Regions from separate parts of the Mus musculus genome. Here regions 2 and 3 are each linked to region 1. Evidence: chromatin contacts called from public HiChIP or PLAC-seq and promoter capture Hi-C data. All regions are on one chromosome and are shown on one strand. The core of a region is the stretch at or near the end of the contact, and the rest is flanking DNA. Distances in the headings are between cores, read along the strand shown. Region 1 overlaps Spns3 (spinster homolog 3). Region 2 has its middle 16 kb from the start of Xaf1. Region 3 overlaps Tekt1 (tektin 1).

The links. Promoter capture Hi-C pulls out the DNA fragments that hold promoters and counts their contacts. HiChIP or PLAC-seq counts read pairs in DNA pulled down with a chosen protein or histone mark.
Region 2: an H3K27ac HiChIP or PLAC-seq map of extraembryonic endoderm stem cells shows a contact between it and region 1. The contact joins two enhancer-like sites. A contact is called at or near these places in 1 of 484 Hi-C or Micro-C datasets (nephron progenitors), 1 of 115 datasets of contacts at active chromatin or transcription factors (extraembryonic endoderm stem cells) and 1 of 9 other capture datasets (pancreatic islet).
Region 3: a contact with region 1 is called in a promoter capture Hi-C map of hippocampal neurons, with 2.4 times the contacts expected there. The contact joins two enhancer-like sites. A contact is called at or near these places in 6 of 39 promoter capture datasets (the HPC-7 cell line, embryonic stem cells, hippocampal neurons and 3 more), 3 of 484 Hi-C or Micro-C datasets (all in the G1E-ER4 cell line), 1 of 115 datasets of contacts at active chromatin or transcription factors (pancreatic cancer cells) and 3 of 9 other capture datasets (adipose tissue, embryonic stem cells and liver).

The regions. Positions count from the first base shown.
Region 1 is chr11:72,500,528-72,504,045 of GRCm38.p6, reverse strand. All of the region lies in intron 9 of Spns3 (spinster homolog 3), which reads left to right. Among named protein-coding and RNA genes, the nearest start is that of Spns2, 12 kb to the right of the region's middle. Within about 2 kb of position 1,540, at least 65 of the 459 cell types and tissues checked have an H3K27ac peak or open chromatin away from gene starts, as enhancers often do. A contact at or near this core is called in extraembryonic endoderm stem cells and hippocampal neurons, where this site is marked.
Region 2 is chr11:72,284,098-72,287,615 of GRCm38.p6, reverse strand. No RefSeq gene overlaps it. Among named protein-coding and RNA genes, the nearest start is that of Xaf1, 16 kb to the left of the region's middle. Within about 2 kb of position 1,520, at least 15 of the 459 cell types and tissues checked have an H3K27ac peak or open chromatin away from gene starts, as enhancers often do. A contact at or near this core is called in extraembryonic endoderm stem cells, where this site is marked.
Region 3 is chr11:72,347,400-72,350,917 of GRCm38.p6, reverse strand. All of the region lies in intron 6 of Tekt1 (tektin 1), which reads left to right. Among named protein-coding and RNA genes, the nearest start is that of Gm51867, 9.5 kb to the right of the region's middle. Within about 2 kb of position 1,682, at least 15 of the 459 cell types and tissues checked have an H3K27ac peak or open chromatin away from gene starts, as enhancers often do. A contact at or near this core is called in hippocampal neurons, where this site is marked.

The DNA.
Region 1 (3,518 bases), core at 291-2,790:
CACCTTGTTGATAGGATGTTCACTGCCTGCTGTGGTTCAGGCTCAGCCCTGTCTCTGGCTCTAGTGAACAAACATATCACTGGATATAGCCAGTCTTCCCTGCCCCTCCTTCTGCACAGGAGACCTAGGCTCCAGGCCAGACTCAGCCACAGGCCTGGCAAATGGCCCTGGGCCTCAGTTTCCTTGCCCATAAAAAGGTCTAATCATTACCTGCCTAGTGGGGTGAATGAGACGGCTGGAGGGAACACCCACCCTCTACATAGCTCATCCTCTCTCAGGCGGTTCAAGCCACACTGAACCTGCCCCCCACAGCTTCCTCTGCTTACCCCCCACTGTGATCCCTTTTCCACATGACGGCCCCAATGATATGTGAAGGCTACATGGCATCCCTATGTCTGTCTCTGCTGGAATCATTAACCCAACAGAGCCAGAAGCTTTGCAGTGCTAACGAGGAGTGTGCCCACAACTTCGAGGGAGGGAGGGAGAGGGTGGCTCTGGGGGCCAGCTAGAATCTGGACTGTGGGGGAGCTAGCTGGCCACATGCAGCCAGCCTACAGCTCTCTGAGCCCTTCATGGCTTCAAGGCTTCTGCTCTAGCTAGCTCCATGCTCTTCCTGCTGCCTTCCTGCCTGCCCTAAGCCCAGTGGCCCACAGTGATCTTCCTGTACTAGATGGGGTGGGGGTGGCAGGGAGTGCAGCCCTTTCTGTTCCCATCATTTAGAGGGGCACAAGTTTACAAGAGAGAATATACTATGCAGACATGGCAGAAAGCCAAGTTGTAGGAACCAGGGAGGGGACATGTGTGGAGACTGAGGTCCCATGGAGAAAGCAGGTTAGGGGAAGGACGTATGTGGGGACAGGTTGTGCAGGAAGTGGAAGAAGGGCCCCTGTACCTACCTGCGCTTGCTCCTAAGCGGGAGGTGAAGTTCTCTTTTGGTTGCTGTGAGGAAATTGCAGCAGGAGACATTCAGGTGGTCAGCTGTTGGTAGAGAGAGCAAAGAGGCTCTAATGGGAAAATGAGGGAGAGACTGTGGGTTCCTGGGAGCTGGTGCCTGAGAGGAGAGAGGGGAGAGGGGGGAGGGGAATGGGAGAGGGGAGAAGGGAGGGGGGAGGGGAGAGGATGGACAGCGGAGCTCAGTCAGGAGTGGTCTAGCAATCTGCCTTTCATGCCTGTCCCCCACTACTTAAGATGAGAGACAGCTTGTGGCCATCAGGTGACCACTGAGAGAACCTCAGCTCAAATGCGCAATAGATAGATAGATAGATGGGCAAGTAGCTCCTACCAGGGTGCTTCAGGCCAAAAAGGAGCAGTGAGCTAAAATCTGTACCCTGTGTGTTCCTGAGGAGGTGTCTGTCATCTAATCCCCACCAGTCCTGCCTCAGGACACTACTCTCTCCAGTGGGGAGAATCTAGGCTCCTTTTAGACAGGAGGTCCCCAAGGGCTGCCTGTTCCAATGGCTCTCACACTCCATCCTTCCGAGTCAAGCCTGGAGGAGCTTGTCACTGATTGCGGGCTCTTTGTCCTCATCATCTGATTGGGTGGGTGGAGAGTCAGTCCAGGAACTGCATTGCTAGCAGACTTCCCACCGAGGCCTGGCCCAGTAGTCTTCAGCACAGCTGCTGGATTTTCATAGTTATCTCTCCAGCCTGCAGGCTCCTTGCAGATTTCTCCTTATTTATCTCCTCGTTGTTCACCCATCCTCACGAGGCGCTCATTCCCTGCACCCTCCCTGCGCATCTCCTCCTGGCTCGGCTGTGCCTGAGACAATCTTTTCTCCTGGAAAGAAAAAGAAGGTATCTCTCTATCCCTAACTCTGCTCCAGGAGCCTCCAGCTGCCCTACCCAGGCTGCTTCCCCATGGCTCACTCTTCCTCCCAGTCCTGAGCAGGAGGAGGCTCGAGGAGGGACTGTACTGCCATTCAGAGGAGTCTGGCCACAGGGGTTGAGTTGGGGAGTGCAGAAGGCAAGCTGCCAGGGAATCTGTCCTTCCTGATTGCTCCCCAACTTTCTGTAAGGTGGTGGCTGCCTGCACCTCTCTTGCCCCAGGCTATAAAGGGAACTGCTTTTCTGAGAAGGGTGAGCCAAAACACAGGTGTTTTTGTCTCAGAAGTTGGTGAACCTGGAATGTTGGAAACCCAAAAGCCACTCATTTTCAAAATTACCCATCCCCAGCTTGCCAGGTGCTGCTCGGCCCAGCCTTGGCAGTTACAGGCACCCTGGGGGAGGCAGGGGGTGGGGCCCATGCTTCAGTATATTGAGAAGCCATGGAGGCAGCTTGCAGAGACCTTACTCTGGGGGAGGGGGGTCTGAGCAGCCCCCAGCCCCATGTGGATCTTGCTGGAGGACTCTGTGCAGGGAGCCAAAGCTGAGCCCGGCTCCCAGAGCCACCCATGACTAATCACATAATTATGGGGTGAGAAGGAAGTCCTGAGAAGGTGCAGATCTGTGGTCGGTTCCTCCTCCAGCGCTGGCAGGTCCTGAGGATGGCAGGAGGCCCAGCTTCTCTCACCATGTGGGGAGAGAAACCTCGGCCCCAGTGACCACCATACTATTTGATGGCCCACAGTGGCTCCACAGATCAGCCTTGCCCACCTACAAGCCCCTCCCCAGCAGACCTCCTGTGTCTGTCTGGTACGGTTCTGAAATCCAGAGTCATATTTTTGGGTTCCTACCTTCCTGTGTCCCCTTTGACCTCTCTCTGTAAGACATTGATTCTCCCGCCCATAGGCAGGACCACTAAGGAACCCGTCTTTTTAATTTTTCTTTTTTTGAGATAGGGTTTCACTATACAACACTCATTGGTCTGGAACTCTGTGTAGATCAGCCTGGCCTCCAGCTCAGAAAGCTCCACCTGCCTGTGCCTCCTGCCTGTTGGGATTAAAGGTGTGAGCCCCCACGGCCTGCTTCTGTCTTCTTAGCCTTACTGTCTACCTTTTAAATGCTGTGCAGTGAATACATCAACATGTCAGCTCCCCTCATCCCTAACAGCAGAGGGTCAGAAGGCCAGACCCTGGGAAGAGAAAGCCTGTCATCCAGTCTGGACCCTGTTACTTCCTGGCTGGGCTGCTCTGGGCAATTTAATTACCTGCTCTGTGAAGGTTTTCCCATCTATAAAATACAGGAAATAATCGTATCTCCTTCATGACTTGTTGGAGCTGATACATAAAAACACATGCAGGAAGTAGTCATTAAATGCTATTATTATTATTATTATTATTTGCAGATGGGCTCAGATAATGGACACTGAGGTTTTGGGGACAAGACCACAGAGCAGCAATCTTTTCTGTGGCTGCCATAGTAGGGAATAGCTCTGAGCTGGCAGGTTTTCTCCTGAGACGAGTCTTTCAGAAGTTTCTATTTGACTTACTTGGTTGGCAGATTTTCACCAGACCTCCTGTCCCTCGTGTGTTACAGTACTCCAGGGACACAGGAGAAATTAGGGGCTTTGCTATTAATACAGTATGAGAGGTAAGGAAATGGACCAAAACCCCTCCCAGTGCCAGGGGCATACCCTCATT
Region 2 (3,518 bases), core at 271-2,770, 220 kb after region 1:
GTTCAAAACCCTGGTAAATCTCATAATTGAGGATGGAAGGCATTAGAATCAGCTCCCGGCCAGACTCTACCTGTCCTGGAGCATGCGACCATGACACCTCACTAAGAGGACCATGATAACCAGTCACAGAGCATGAAAACTTAGAGTTCTCCATGCTAATGAAGTATCTAGATAGAATGAGCTTCCCTTCCTGGGCATCCCTTCCTGCAAACCTGTTTAATCCCTGGTTCACTCTGAGTAAGATGTAACCATTCACTTTCCCCATGAATAAAGCAGTTTGGACCAGTTAGGACTGACTCCTTCAGCAAGGATCACCAGGGGGCAGGGTGTCATTGTAAAGAGCTGCTCCTAAATAGTAGGCTTGCCTTCCAGTCCCTCCATACTTTTGGCACTTACCAAGCCAGATTCCTCCCAGTCCTGGACTTAGCGTGAGCCTCGGACCCCCCTTTGTGTGTGTGTTGCTAATTTCCTTTTTTTCTTTTTAAAATTATTATTTAATCTTTTTTTTTTTACAGTCCAGTTGTTATCCCCCTCCCAGTCCAGACTGTAAGATTTCAAACCTCTCTCCCACCCCACCCCCTTCCCCATCTCCAAGACAAAGTCCCCACCCTACCACCTCCACCCCACCCGACCACCCTGCTCCCTGGGGCCTCAAGTCTCTCAAGGGTTAGGTGTGTCTTCTCTCACTGAGGCCAGACCTGGCAGTCCTCTGCTGTATATGTGTCAGGGGCCTCATATCAGCGGGTGTATGCTGCCTCATTGGTGGCTCAGTGTCTGAGAGATCTGGAGGTCCGGGTTGGGGTTGCTGGTTGGGGTTGTCCTCCTCCTCAGTTTCTTCCAGCTTTTCCCTAATTCAACCACAGGGTTTCCCCAGACCCTTGTTCTTAAGGCCTCATAGTCCCCAGAGTAGTTGGGGTACACCAGAGTTTGAGAACCAGAGCATCCATCCCAGCCCCCACTGTTTCTCACCCAGGAAAACCCTGGCTGGGACCCCCTTTTTTATTTTTAAAGATTTATTTATTTTACTCATATGAGTACATTTTAGCTGTCTTCAGACACACCAGAAGAGGACATTGCAGATGGCTGTGAGCCACCGTATGGTTGTTGGGTATTGAACTCAGGACCTCTGGAAGAGCAGTCAGAGCTCTTAACCACTGAGCCATCACTCCAGCCGGGGACCCCCTTTCTTGGACTGTGTTCTGCCTTCTCTGAGCAGCATTCTGGGAAGCATCTTGGCATCCCAGTGGCGAGACAGAAACGTTGACTGACACTCCTTCTTTTGGCTATCAGACTATTAACAGTGGACCACAAAGAATGAAAAATTCCTCCTGAACCACAGGCGGGGTGGGGCAGTGGGAGGAAAAGACAGAGATGCCAAAGCCAGCAGGAGAAAGAGCTCATCTTCCAGGAAGAGATGACACATAGTTCTGAAAACTTGTTGGACCCCCTAGAAGGAGAGATTGGAGCAGAGACAAAGATAGTGGTAGAGACAAGAACCACACCTTGATTGTCTCTGTTAGTTATGTATACCTTGCTCGAATTTGCATAAGCCTCAGGTCAGAATCACCAAGACAAGGCCACTGGGTCCCTTTGTTATTCTTCCCGATGTGGACACATTGAACAAACTTTCTTCCTCTGCTCTTTACTGGTAATCATGCTTAGCCGGAAATATGGGGACAGTGGCTGAGCATAGCTTGTTGGGACCAGCAGAGCCTAGAATTTCACCTTCGAATTGATTTTACCAGGAAAATTGGGTCAGAATTCAGAAAGGCCAAGACTGGCATCTTGAGCCTCTTCCTCATCAGTTGGACAAGTTCCTTAGTTCTGTGACCTTTGCTGCTCACTCTTGTCTTTCTCCAGATACCTGTGACTACCAAGAACAATAAAACAACCCGAGGAACTCCTCTGCCTCCAGAGAAGCTGGTGATGAGAAAGACAGAGGCAGACATCAGAGGGACATCCATGAGGACAGGGATCTGTGACAGGGGGGATGGGAAGGGCAACCAGAAGTGAGCATGCAGCCTTTGTTGTCATTTGTTTCTGGTTGCTTTTCACTTATAACCTCATTTTTTTCTTTCAAGACTTTACTTCTTATAGAACGCCTTTCTCCAGCTGTATCCCTCCCTTCCCTGTCAAAACCCAAACTGGGTTTCAAGAGCGAATCCTTGGCTGTCCCTCATCTGGGACCCACGTCTTTTTATCTTTGTACTTTTGGTCTGGTGTCTTGAGAGTAAATTTGTTCCAACTTGAGATCTGAACGTTCCCCCTTTTGGCCTGTGTTTGAAGGCTTTGTCCCTAGCTCAGGGTACTGAGAGATAGTGGAACCTTTAGGATATAAGGCCTAATAGAGAGAGTTGGGTCATTTGGGGTGTGCCCTTCAGGGAAGAATTGGAACCCTGGCTCCTTCTTGTCTCCACCATGAAGTGAACAGTCCTCCTCAGCCACGTGCTACCACAGCCCAAGCAAAGGTACCACAGGACTATTTCAGGGGACTGAAACCCCTGAAAATCTGAGCCAGAATGAACGTTTGCTACTGCAGAAAGCTGACTAACGCCGAGCCCTTTCTGGTCTACCACCTGCATCTCTGAAGGGACCCATGTGCCTTGGGTCTGGAAGGCAGTGACTTAACTGTGGTTTGCAGTAGCGGCAGTCACATGTTGGCTGACCTGAATGGATGTGGATGGTTGTGTGTTTGAGATAATTAAACAGTATGCTAGGAATCTCCTCCACCCATACAACAGCCTTGAATGCAAGCGTTCTCAAAGCGGCAACAAGAGCCATTTTCTTTTGACGTTTTATTTTAAAAAGAAAACTTATAATTATGAAAGTATGCATGACTGCATGTTCTTTTTTAAGAATGGGGAATGTTACAGATAAAACGAAATTTCTTTCTGCCCACCATGCCTGCTTCTGAGCCATGACTATTTTTAGCTAGAGTGTGGATGCAGGCATAATATCGTCACACAAAACCCCATAACCATTCCTGCCTGCTGCAACTTGAAGCCCGGCTGGGGGCTTGTATTGCCACCGACCCTCTCCAATCCAGTCCCATAAAAACGCTGTAGAATCACTCCGTTGCTGACTTATAATTCCTTTCTAGGACACCGTGGCTATCCACTCAACAGCTTGGCAGTCATCTGGAGTTCCCCGCAGTCGCTCTGTGTTAGGGCTGTGGGTCGGGGGAAGGGAGTGGGGCTTGTGAAGGTTTGCACAGGGAACCAACCCCTGAGATGTGATTTGGACAGGCTGTTATGTTGTACCTTTCCCTGGGATCTAGAACTCTGAGTTGGTATGAAGGAATAATAATAATAATAATAATAATAATAATAATAATATATACTTTGACACATTGATTTGACAATAAGGAGAGAGATTCTGTGTGAAAGCTGTCAGATCATAAGGGGCGGGAGAGCACACTTAAAGGATATTACTGTAGCTGGCCTTGAGGGGAGTCTTGTTAAGGTCTAATCCTTTCAAGGAATCGCTAGGCTAAGGAAAATCATGTAAGAGCAGAGGAG
Region 3 (3,518 bases), core at 433-2,932, 150 kb after region 1:
TCAGACTCAGAGATCCACCTGCCTGTCTACTGAGTGCACCACTGCCGCTGCCCGCTGCACCCACATCTAGTAGCTTCTTCTAAGACAGTTAGAAGAAGTATGTGAAACTGACTTTATAATATTTTACTTAACTTTCAATATAAAATTATTTTAGCACATTATTCATATTTTTAGCGTGTACTTTATTATTTTTATATTTTGTACTTTTGGGGCTGGGGTGGTGGCTATGTGGATGAAGTGCTTGAAGCGGAAGCATAAGGAGAATCCTGAGCTTGGATCCCCAGCATCTGTGTTAAAGGTGGGGTGTAGAGGTACATCCTGTGATGGATGCTGGTGGGGGGGCAGGTGGGGTGTGGGGGTGGACACAGTGGCTCCCGAGGGCTTCCTGCCAGATAGTTCAGCTGGAGTAGTGAGTACCATGTTCATGGAGAGACCCCGCTTCAAAAAAGAAGGTGGGGTACAATAAGGGAAGATACTCAGCATTGACCTCTGGCCTCCACGAATGCACAAATGGTATGTGCTCCTGCATACACATGCCTAACACACATATACAGGCACATGAACACTCATGCACACACTCATGCACACACAAACACACACATACCGCCACCCCCCCACATGCACATACGCATGCACACATACCACCCCCATACCCCACACACCTTTAAAATTTAATAGTCTAATGCATACAGGACCCTGTGTAGTAGCATATGCCATTAGTCTTAGTACTTGCGAGGCAGAGACAGACAGATCTGTGAGTTTGAGGCCAGCCTAGTCTACATAGCAAGATCCTGGCCAGCCAGGGATACATAGTGAGACCCTGATTTACAAAACAAAACTCTTAACATATACAGTCTCTTAGTATACTATAAATAAGTGGTTCAAGTTCAAAGGCATTAAGAGTTTGTGGGAAACAATGTTTCTGTTTCTAGAGTCTCAAATTTCAAGTTCTAATTACAGACATAGCCATGTGAGCATGGGTAAAGTTCTGAGGACAGAAGGATCAGTGAGCATGGACTGTGAGTGACTCTGGGGACCCACAGCCTACTCAGAAGCCTTGGACTTAGACCCCGTGAGGAGGGGACACAGTTGGCTTTCATCTGACAGGGCTCCCTGGTCAGGAGGAGACTTTGCAAGGGGAAGTACAACCTCCAGTTCTCGTTCGTTTACAATGAGACAACTGTTTACTCAGTGGGCTTTCCCCTGAAAGCTTTACCATTAAGTGATACAGTGTTTAAAATAATCAAATGCACAGATCGGCAAATATTTTTCTATGAAAGAATCAAATAGTGAATATTATAGGCATTCTGGGCCAAGTGGCACCAGGCAGTGGTGTTCTGTTGGTGTTTCTGCAGCAAGGAAGACAACACATTTCCAAAAAGTCTTCATTTTTGGAAAAATTCAGCAATAATAATAATGATAATAATAATAATCACAACAACAGAGTTTTTAAACAGTGGTCTACTGTTGCGGGGAGGTAGGATCTTGCTTTGTTCTGGTGCAAAGTTAGGGTTTCCTATAAAATTCTTCACAAGCGTTCATTTGCCAACGCTAATTCATAACGAACTGTTACATAACTCATCTAAAAATATAATTTCCCTCAGAGCCATACTGCCAGCTGATGCCAAATGGTCCGAGCAAATGATTTTGGCTGGCTGTGCTGTTTCTTGGGAGGCATTTGAGGGTGGGGTGGGGTGGCTGTCAGGTGATTCCACAGCTATTTGCCTCTTAGCAAGTAATTCCCTTCGAGTTGGCAGCTGAGGGAGATGCTCCTGCACGCTGCTAAGTGAACTCTGACCTCTGGACATTTCCCTTCGCTTGCTTTGAGGACAGAACCCACTGCTGGGGGCTTGACAACGATGTTTGCAAATCTATGCAGGAAGGAAGTCTTCCTTCTTGGCTAACTTTTACAGCTCTGAGGTGTGGGGAGCAGCTTGTCACCAGGTCCAAGCCAGGTGGCCACGTCCTAAGCTGTGTGCCTCGGGCTGTCTTGCCTCGAAATTTTAGGCCAGGTTCAAAGAGGAAGATTTTTTGAGTCTGCATCGAAAACTAATTTCTGACAGACATACAGCACTTGTTGGCAACAACTGAGGGTGCTGCTTCCTCAGAAAAATTCCAGTCCTAGCCCTGGGCTAAACATAAACCATAAGAAAGCATGTAGGCGTGGCCAAGCCACGGAGCTAGTGAGTTGGGGAGCACCCAGAACCATTGGGCTGCCGTTCCTTGCCGGGTCTGAGAGCTAATGAAGTGCAGGGGGCGGGGGTGGGGTGTGGGGGTGTGGGGAAACGAAGTCAGTCTAGCACCACAACAAATGCTTTTCTGTCTCCTTTCATTCCTTCCCACCTTACTTTCTGAGACAAAAGTCTCTCCCTGAACCCAGTGAGTAGCAAGCTCTGGGCAGGGGTCCTCTTGTCTGTGACCCCCTAACCCCGGGGCTGGGGTTACTGATGTGCTTGCTCTGTCACACCTGGCTTTTACACAGGTGGGTGGTGGGGATTTGAACTCAGTTCCTTGTACTTGTATGTAGGCACAACAATGGAGCTAGCATCTCCCCTCTACGAAGTACTTGTTAATGAATAGTGCAGTGTCTAACTATGGGCTTTAAATAATTTGCATTTTCACAGGCTTTGTTCAGCCCAGCCCATTTTTGCTCAACATGTATTTGTACCACAACACCTTAGCAGTGTGTGTGCGCGTGTATCCAGAAGATAATGAGAGATACCTTCCTCTATTGCGCTTTTTGTTCTGTTTTTGAGGCAGGGTCTCTCACTGAATCTGGAGCTTGCCAGTTTGGTCAGACTGGCTGGCCGGCCAGTGAGCTCCAGGGAACCCGCAAGCTCTGTGACCTTTCCCCATTCTTGGGGTTATAGAAGTCCACCACTGCTTTCAGCTTTTATGGGGGTGCTTTGGATCTGACTTCAGGTCCTCGTGCTTGCCAGCAAGCACTTTGCCAATGAGCCTCAGCCTATTTCTCAATTTTGAAAACAGTCATTTCATGTAGAACAGTGGTTCCCAACCTGTGGGTCATGACCCATTTTGGCAAGCCTCTAGCTCCAAAAAATATTTACATTACAATCCATAACAGTAGCAACATTACAGTTATGGAGTAGCAATGAATATAATTGTATGGTTGGAGGGGGTCACCACGACAGGACCCGTATTTAAGGGTCGCAGCTATAGGAAGGTTGAGAACCACTGATGTGTCTAAGAGGTAGCCACGTCTAACTCAGCACAGTGAGACCACGTCTCAAAAATAAAACCAAAAATCGCAGGAGGCTGTGGTGGACCACATCTTTAATCCCAGCACTTGAGAGGCGAGGGCTGGTGGAGCTCTGTGAGTTTGAGGCTAGCCTGGTCTACAAAGTGAGTTCTAGGACAGCCAGCGCTACACAGAGAAATCCTATGTTGGGATTAAAGGTGTGTGCCACCACCACCACCCAGCTGCAGCCTAATGATTTTAAAGCAAATCTCAGATATTATTTTATTTCAGTGTCAAATATTTGAGTGTGTTTCTAAAC